Linked DNA regions of Mus musculus: region 2 is linked to region 1. The links are chromatin contacts, called in public Hi-C maps. All regions are on one chromosome and are shown on one strand. Each heading gives the region's core, a stretch centred on a gene start, on an enhancer-like site or on the middle of the called end of the contact. The rest is flanking DNA. Distances are from core to core; before and after follow the strand shown.

Region 1 (4,731 bases), core at 1,246-3,745:
GTGTTCCAAAACCTTGATTCCCTGCCTTTTATTTTGCCTCTTAAAACTCCAGCTACCATGCAAACAAACCCACACTAAACCATAGATGAATAGAAACCGTGTGCCTAGGTACTCCCTAATAGCTCAGCCACATGACTAACTCCATACAAAGTAAGTAACTTGTAGCGTAATTCCAGGCTCAGAAGATGGCTGCTAGCTCAAGTGTTTAAGTTCAAAGGAGAAATGCCACATTGAATGCCTTGCTGATATGTTGACTTTCAAATCTGACACTGGGCTTGCAATAATTCCTTAACATGCCATTTTATCTGAAAGGGATCTAAGCAATCACCTGCTGTGATCTTCCGCTTGGAGGAATCTCTGTGCATGGCCACTGTATGGATTCCGTGATCTCTCTCATCTAGTTATTGGCAGAATAAGCCTAGAAAACTACAGTAGTGAACATAATTCCCCCAGAATTATCCAGATAGTCTTCATGTACATAGCAAGAAATGGATGTTTCTCTTGTACTCTAGGCTGCAATATCAGCTACCTGTGTCAAAGGATTCTAAGGTATAATTTTAATGATACCAGTAAAAGAATGAAGACCTTATTCCTCTAATGTGATCCTGCACATTTTAAGCCAGAAATGTTTCAAACTATTACATTGGAGTTGGGAGAGCTGAATTCAGGAAGCATAGGGTCAAACTCCTGGTTTAAGCATTATTCCTGCTTCATTCTGGTCCTCAGATTCCTTCTATAAGAAGTTATAATGCTGAACAGAGTGTGTGTGTGTGTGTGTGTCTGTGTGTGTGTCTGTGTGTGTGTGTGTGACTGTGTGTGTGTGTCTGTGTGTGTCTGTGTGTGTCTGTGTGTGTCTGTGTGTGTGTCTGTGTGTCTGTGTGTGTCTGTGTGTGTGTGTCTGTGTGTCTGTGTCTGTGTGTGTCTGTGTCTGTGTGTGTCTGTCTGTCTGTGCCTGTGTGTGTGTCTGTCTGTGTGTGTCTGTCTGTGTGTGTGTGTGTGTACTCACGCACGTATCTTACTCAAGAGGAGATATAGATTTGTATGTGAAGTTACGACAGAAGCCAGAGGTCTAGCTTCAGTGTCATTCCTCAGCATATGTCACAGTGCTTTTAGACACAGGGTTTCTTACTGTCCTGTAGCTCACTAATTAGATGAGAATGACTGGCCAATAAGCCCCAGGATCTGCCGGTCTCCTTTAATGCTAAAGTCACAAGAACATGTCCCCAAACCCAGTTTTGTTCAGTTCGTTTGCTTTCTTGTTTGTTTGTTTTTAACATGGGTTTTCGAGATGAAACACAGGTCTTCATGCAGTGAACACTTTACCAGCTGAGCTACCTCCACAGGCTGACTAAGGGTACTTCAAGACCCTTGTTTTTCCAGCAGCACCCCAAGCCCTTAATCTGATCATTCTAAATGTTTGGAAATAAGGCCTCCAAGATAAATGCATTAAAACTCTCTGGAGACTGAAGGCCTGGTATCTACTTAGGAAAGTCTGGTGTGCCGCTCGCTTTTCCAGAATCCAAACAAAAGAGAATTTGGTTTACAGGTGTTATTGTTATGGATCCTGGTAGGTCATTCTTCTGGAAATAAGACTTGGCCATCTTTTCTTTTCCCTGAGGTTGCTTTTGTGTACATTAAGCTTGTGCATTTCTGTGATCGTTAAATGTATTCTGTGACTTGGATTGAAGTGTATTCGGGGATCCACATGGAAATAAAACCAGATGCGCTGTAACCACTATTGTGATATTTATCACTGATGGTGCTTGCATGACTGTGGTGCTCCATAAAACCCTGGAGGGGTTACCTTCACTTAATGGCGTCCTTCCCTCTCACTCAGCAGCTACTTCTTATTACAAACAGCTGCCTGGAAACGAGAAAACATTTTCTATTTCCAAGGGACACTGTTGGCTCTCAAAGCACTTTGCTCGTTTTCCTTAACAAATGTTTAAGTTTAATCAAATTTCTAATTCTAAAAATGATCTTATCTTGCATGCATTCTGAGTCAGGAACTCAGGAGACCTACTATGAATCTGAAAAAGGATAAAAAGAATCAGGATAATGAGTGCACGTGCACACACAGAGGCACATGTGCACACCACACACACACACACACACGCACACACACAAAGACATTTACACATAGGCCCATGTGCGCACACACACACAGGCACATATGCACACCATACACACATACAAACACACAAAGACATTTACACACAGGCCCATGTGCACACACACACACAGGCACATATGCACACCATACACACATACAAACACACAAAGACATTTTCACACAGGCCCATGTACACACACACACATACACACACACACAAGGCAGGATGAGGTGCACAGCTCTGATGATTTCAGTGTACTCCTGTGATGTTTCTGCCACCCCTTGGACCAGCTGATTTCTGCCCACTCCAGCTACTAGGGGCACCAGCTGACTTTGCTTTTAGTGATGGCTTCCTTGAGCTGGGTTAGAAAGCTCCTTCAAACTAACCCAGTGAAACTACATTAGCACCAAAGTAAGGGAGGAAAACAAGCGTCATATAAACTTTATTAGCACTCTTTACTATGAAATAAACTAGGCTTACACTTCTTTTGTAGGGGAAAATGATGAACACAAAAAACCATACCGTATTTTTACTAACTAACGTGCACTTGTAAAATGCATGGCATGCTGTTTTACAGGCAGTAGCATATAAAATACTTTTTCCAGATGTGGATTCATAATTCTCCAAAGACTATAATAGTTATCATAAGATTTATGGAGGATAATTTATTAATCACATTTTTTTTTCTGTTCGGAGATCTGTTTGGTAAGATGAAAGCAAACTTTAAAATGTCATTTTAACCAAATGTAGATGGCATAATATCAAGTTACTCCTTTTGTTCAAATTATTTTTAATGACTTTATTTGCTTTATTGCCTACACAAGTCAGGACCAACTTGGTGTAATGATCTCTTCAGGAAATCTCCTAAGATATTTTAAAAGTAAAATAGCATGGAGCTATTTTAAAAACTAAATGAACTGAACTGTGTAAGTTAATTACTGTTCATTTATTTGAGGGACATAGGAGCTACAGAAGCTTGGTTTGTTGATTTTTTTTTTTTTGCATTTTTTCTTCCTTTCATAGGATTTAGAAAAGAAAAACCCTGTGGAAACTATAGCTTACTGTGCATACCTGCAGCTTCTCCAACAGAAATGTAGAAGCCCACTTGTGTCTGAGGTGCTATAAGTAACACATTGTTAAATAAAGTACACGTCTCAAGCGCAGGGCCCTTTAATCTGGTCTAGATTATTAAAAAACACAGCTGTGCTGAATCCATATTGAGGACCCCAAGTCACATGATAAGTAAAACAGTCCAAATGGCTTGCTTTTGTCATTGCTTTATTTGAAGCAAGTTTTGACTGAAGCTTAACACTGCTGGGCTGGAGATGGAGTGGGAAAAGACAACACTCCATTCCAAGGAATATCCCTGGTCCTAAACTGTGACTGCTCCTTTCATATACCCAGATTTCCAGTCTCTCAGCTCACCAGCAAAGGCATCTTCCCTACACAGGGGTGGTCTGGAGAGTAACAAACAGACAGCTAGCCTGTAAGCTGCCCTTCCTCTTCCCAGGCTCCTGCAGCCACCTTCAGAGTTTACTAATCCCCAGTAGCAGGGTATACTTCTCAAAGTCCTCATAACAGATACTTAGCTTGTATTCAATGTGTGAGCTCTCACGCAAGTATGGGAAACAGCATCAGTGTACCTAACTGATAGAAACAGGAGACCACAATACCAGAGACAGACAGGACTACATGTGGCCACTTCTACTCTGAAATGCCAAGAAAAGACTGGGGCTACGTGCTGGCTGGACTATGACGGATGTAAAACTGGGTAGAGGACACAGCAGCATTTCAGATTCTTCTTAATTGCTACTACAACTATACATTTTCCTGGGATACACTGTGATGCCACAGTGCACGTCTATATTATATAGATTTACTCCATAGGTATACCTAGATTACCCACAGACTTTTTGGTTATTACTTTGTGATAAGAAAAGTCAATAGGCTGGAGAGATGGCTCAGCCGTTAAAGGCTAGGCTCACAACCAAAAATAAAAGAAAAGTCAAAAGTGTCTAACTATTTTAAATCATATAGTACAGATAGTAATAACCATTGTCTTTACAGTAGAACACCCTTGCTAACCTCTCCTATCCTGTTGTGAATTTTCCATACTTTAAGCAACCCTTCTCATCCATTCCTTTTATTTTCTCTCCCAAGATGTGAAAAACACCACTGGACTCACTGATTTTAAGAGCTGAGCTTTGTTTGTTGTTGTTGCTGTTGTTGTTTTAGCCTGGCTTGTTTTGCCTTGTATTTGATCTCCAGTTCCATCATGTCTTAGCAAATGTCAAGACAGTTTCCATCCTCTCACTGCTGAATAGTACCTCTTTATGTGTACACGTGTGCAAACTGTGTGGGTGCATGGACATGCACATGTGCACTTGTGTACTACATTTTCTTGTCTATATATTGATTCTGAGTGCTATAAACAGGGCTGCAATAAACAGAAGATGGCATGGAACTCTCTAATGTACTGATTTCCTTTTCTGTGAATCAATGCCCAGAACTGGAATTGCCTGATTGGGTAGTAGTTCTATTTCTTAATGTATAGGCAAAACCCTCTATGCTGTTTTCCATAATGGCTGCCCCATTTTAGTCCCCACCAATAGTATAA
Region 2 (4,731 bases), core at 1,617-4,116, 160 kb before region 1:
AAACTAATAGATTTATGAAAATGTATAAGGACCTCTATTGATGGGCATAGAAATTGGAGGGAATATAATGTTTATACTCTTCTTGTAGAGTAAATATACTATGCATTTAAGAATGTATGCCTCTTGTGTAGTGTTAAACTCTGTAAAGCAGAAGTCTAGAGAAAACCATTCTCATAGAAGAATATGTGATTATAAAGCAGAAAAGCTGTGATGTTATATAGTGTGTTATTCAGGAAAAAGACATCTCAGAGGAGAACATTATAATATATGGATGATAGTATTAAGCCATCGAGCCCATGAAAGCATCTGTCATATTTGGCTGCAATTTTTCAGAAGTTCTCCATATTGGCTGAGAAGGATAGAAGATACTCTTTTCTCCTGGCTGAGAAAAGCTCTTTCTGCTATTGAGATACCATCTTAATTTAGTAAGCACTCTTGCTCCAAAGCTTTTCAGCTTGCACTCAGGCTCATGGGAACCAGCCCAACAACAGTTGGAGAAAGAAGAACATAGTAATGGGCTGAGACATCTAAACAAGATAGAGAGGGGAGGCTGCACGGGAACTGCAGACGGGTGATGAATCTCACGGCTCCACAAGAAGGCATGGTGAAAAAAGCAGAGAATTAAAAGTCAACAACATTAATCCAGCTAATGTTATTCAGACAATGGTTTAGCTTAATACATTAAGCTAAAGCAGTGGTTCTCAACCTGTGGATTGAGACTCATTGAGTTTAATGACCCATTCAAAGGGGTAACCTAGGACCATTGAAAAACAGATACTTACATTAAAATTCGTAATAGTACCAAAATTACAGCTATGAAGTAGCAATGGAAATAATTACATGATTCTTCACCACAACATGAGGAACTATATTAAAGTGTCACAGCGTTAGGAAGGTTGAGAATCACTGCACTAGAAGTATCTCCTCATAGATGTATGTGCTTAGATGTTGGCTCTTGTAACTTTGAGGAAGTTTCAATTATAATCTATGTGAAAGTTCTCTTCAGATTCTGAGTACACATGGGGAAAACTGCAGTACTCTCACATGTATCCAAGCCTTTGTTCTAGGACAGACAGGGACACTAGTATTATGATTTCTGGCAGAGAAAGGAAAATGGAGAAAAACAGGAATGAGAATAATAGAATAATGACTTCAGGATCTTTGGTAGATTTAACTTAAACGTTTGCAATCACTCCAGCTTTTAGAAGAGCTAACCACATGAGGGAAGCTGATTGTTTTCATTTATAATATCTAATTCAATGTAAACAACATGATTAGTGACAAGAAAAATATATATGTTCACTTCAGATTTGATCTTTTTTCCTTTACATCCTTCCCTCCCCCAGCTCCTCCTTGCCCTTCCCTTCCTAACACTAACTTTACTCCAAGTAACTCCACATTGCCTCGTTATATCTCATATGTTCTCTTTCCCTTTCTACCCATTCTTCAATGATTTTAAACTAAAAAAAAATGAGACTTATCTTCAGTCAAACAACAAGATCATAAACATACTTCACTTCGTGGTGATCCATAAATATTAAACTCATCCTTGGATAAGGCCAACCCAGGGCCACTTGAGAAACATATGCCATTTCCTTCTCTAAAGTTACTGATCACACAGACAAACATACTTTTGGTATCTGGAACTAAAGCAACATACTGAAGGATCGATACATAATAAAGGTCTTCCTGGGGCTTGGAATAAGCTTCCTTTCTATGACTCTTTGATTGAAATAATGTGTAAGTAGCAAATACCATTCAGAATTCACGCCATTTCCTGTGATGTGTCAGCCAAGTACAAAGAAAAGGAATCACTTATATTTGCTATTTATTCCTCAATATGTATGTAACAAATGTACATATAGTATGATCTAGTTTCTGGGAATGAACAAAGCATTTGAAAACAATCACTCTGCTAATAGAAATATAGAAACATTGCATGATTGTTAATGATTTTCAAACACTTAAATGAAAGAGAAAACATGCTAGAGCTTTGCAGCCATGGATTTCTGCTCACTGGATCAGGAATGATGCTATTGAATGTTCTTCCTGGAGCTGACATGCAGCCACAACAGGATTAAGGGAGTGATGAAGTAGCAGTTATGGGCATAGCAGGGTAGCATCCTTTATCAGTATGGCTGTGCCTTCTTGGGCCACAGGTTCTCTAATGCAAGCCTGTTTCTTTGTGGCCTCACATATTTTCCATTACCTAATTACTTTCATTTACACTGTGCATACCCTTTATTCCATGAACCACATATGCACATGAAGATGCTATGCCCTGGGTTTAGTGCACATACACAAAACATTGTAAAACAGATCCTATTTCAGTAAGCTACTCTTTTTTTTTTTTTTTTTTTTTTTTTTTGCATTAACCAACACTATCTAGAGATTTATAAACCCTGAGGTCCAGATGCAGGGACCAGACAAACAGCATTAAACTCAGAACCAAAAGTTAACCGTTGTCTATTGCTGTTTTCCCAGACAGTTAATTTGCCTGAGCCTCTCAGTCCAGGTCCTCCACTACCTCAGTCCAGGTCCTCCACTACCTCACCTACCTGTTTTAAACTGTTTGTATTTGGGAGCCTATTTACTCAGCCTTCTACTTCCTGGCTCTCTGATTCTGTTTGTTAGATCCTGTCGTCACCACCAGGCTGGAGGCCAATGTTTGTACTTGGTGGGAGTAAAGGGAGGCATAAACAGAATCAACCCTCTTGTGTTTTAAAAAATCAGGCTAGAATTATATACATATTTCATGTCAGAAAAAATAAAATGTGTCTTGGCGGCAGCTGGGAGGCTGGAGCGCTTGGAGGGGAGTGGAGAATTGGCAGAATCGTTCTCCATATCCTTGGCCCCCCGCCTAAAGATCATTCAACCTTTTACTCTTGGAGGCAGTTCTTTCCCCCTCTTCGGAGGCCTTCCAATTGCTACACCATCCTTGCCGTCATCTTTAACATGTTGTCAGGACTCAGACTGCCTTGAACTGGAAGAGCCCTTTTACAAAATCGCGAATATTTTCTGAATTTATACGGGCTTGTTATTCACATTTCTGCCGGGAACCCCAAATTTTTCTTAAGGGTAAAAAAGGGTTGAGAAGTCAAAACTAATTCACACGGGGATTAAGGTGATATTCACGAAACTATGTTTATCCAAAAATGGGAATCTCTTTTCTAAGGTTTATAGAGCACTCTGATAATCATTTTTCAAAAGTTTATCTAAACTGTTCTCTGCTCCTAGCTCTAAAACTTCTTTCAAGTTTGAAGGCAATCCATTCTCTCTCTCTCTCTCTCTCTCTCTCTCTCTCTCTCTCTCTCTCTCTCTCTCTCTCTCTCCCTCTCTCTCTCTCTCTCTCTCTCTCTCTCTCTCTCTCTCTCTCTCTCTCTGTGTGTGTGTGTGTGTGTGTGTGTGTGTGTGTGTGTGTGTATCTCGTTCTGGGAATTTGTGGTGGTTTGAATGAGAATGGCCCCCGGGCTTCATATATTTGAATGCTTGGTCCTCAGTTGGATCTGTTTGGGAAAGATTAGGAGGTGTGGCTTTGTTGAAGGTGTGAGGTATGTCAGTGAAGGTGGGATTTGAGGTTTTCAAGAGCCCATGCTTTTACAAATTAGCTCGCTGTCTCTCACTTGCAGTAAAAGATGTAAAGCTACTCATGGAGCACCAGTGCCATGCCTGCCTGTCTGCTTCCCTGCCCGCCTGCCTGCCTGCCTGCCTGCCTGCCCGCCTGCCCGCTTCCCTGCCTGTCTGCTTCTCTGCCCGCCTGCCCGCCTGCCTGCCTGTCTGCTTCCCTGCCCGCCTGCCCGCCTGCCCGCCTGCCCGCTTCCCTGCCTGTCTGCTTCCCTGCCCGCCTGCCTGCCTGCCTGCCTGTCTGCTTCCCTGCCCGCCTGCCCGCCTGCCCGCTTGCCTGCTTCCCTGCCTGCCTGCCCGCCTGCCCGCTTGCCCGCTTGCCTGCTTCCCTGCCCGACTGCCCGCTTGCCCGCTTTCCTGCCCGCCTGCCCGCCTGCCCGCCTGACCACCTGCCCGCCTGCCCGCCTGCCCGCCTGCCCGCCTGCCCGCCTGCCCACCTGCCCGCTTGCCTGCTTCCCTGCCCACCTGCCCGCCTGCCCGCTTGCCTGCTTCCCTGCCCGCCTGCCCGCTTGCCTGCTTCCCTACCCGCCTGCTCACCTGCCCACCTGCCCACCTGCCCACCTGCCCACCTGCCCACCTGCCCACCTGCCCGCCTGTCCGCCTGCCCGCTTCCCTGCTTCCCTGCCCACCTGCCTGCCTGCTTCCCTGCCTGCCTGCTTTCCTGCCTGCCTCCCGCTCCTCACCACCATGGTAAAAGACCCTAGCCCTCTGGAATTGTGAGTCCCACTAATTTCTTTCTTCCATAAGTTGCTTTGATAATGAAAAATAACTAAGATAGGATTGAACCTAGAGCTGCATTCACGTTAGGCTAATCCTCTACCACTAGGCTACATCTCCAGCCCCCTTCTAAATCATTCCTTGACCATAAGCATACCCTGAAATGGAAATTTCTGGTTTCTTTGGAGACTAAGTTATATTATGAGATGTTTTTCTGGAAACTGCCTTATGAGTGGATGTTTTTGGTGAAACAGACACAAGCGAGGATGTTTTGCTGAGAACAGACACATGAATTTTATCTGGAAGCTGCCTAGAAAAAGAGATGTGATGTTTTCTAGGGTGGACACTTGAGAAAACATGTGATGTTTGGAAAGAGTATATAACCCAACA

What was found. Hi-C and Micro-C count contacts between places; a contact is called where the count stands out from the background.
Region 2: a contact with region 1 is called in a Hi-C map of uterus, with 3 times the contacts expected there. The contact joins two enhancer-like sites. A contact is called at or near these places in 3 of 484 Hi-C or Micro-C datasets (the C2C12 cell line and uterus).

Annotation. Positions count from the first base shown.
Region 1 is chr12:9,749,330-9,754,060 of GRCm38.p6, reverse strand. No RefSeq gene overlaps it. Among named protein-coding and RNA genes, the nearest start is that of Gm23979, 110 kb to the right of the region's middle. Within about 2 kb of position 2,495, at least 12 of the 459 cell types and tissues checked have an H3K27ac peak or open chromatin away from gene starts, as enhancers often do. A contact at or near this core is called in uterus, where this site is marked.
Region 2 is chr12:9,913,971-9,918,701 of GRCm38.p6, reverse strand. No RefSeq gene overlaps it. Among named protein-coding and RNA genes, the nearest start is that of Gm33734, 3.3 kb to the left of the region's middle. Within about 2 kb of position 2,866, at least 3 of the 459 cell types and tissues checked have an H3K27ac peak or open chromatin away from gene starts, as enhancers often do. A contact at or near this core is called in uterus, where this site is marked.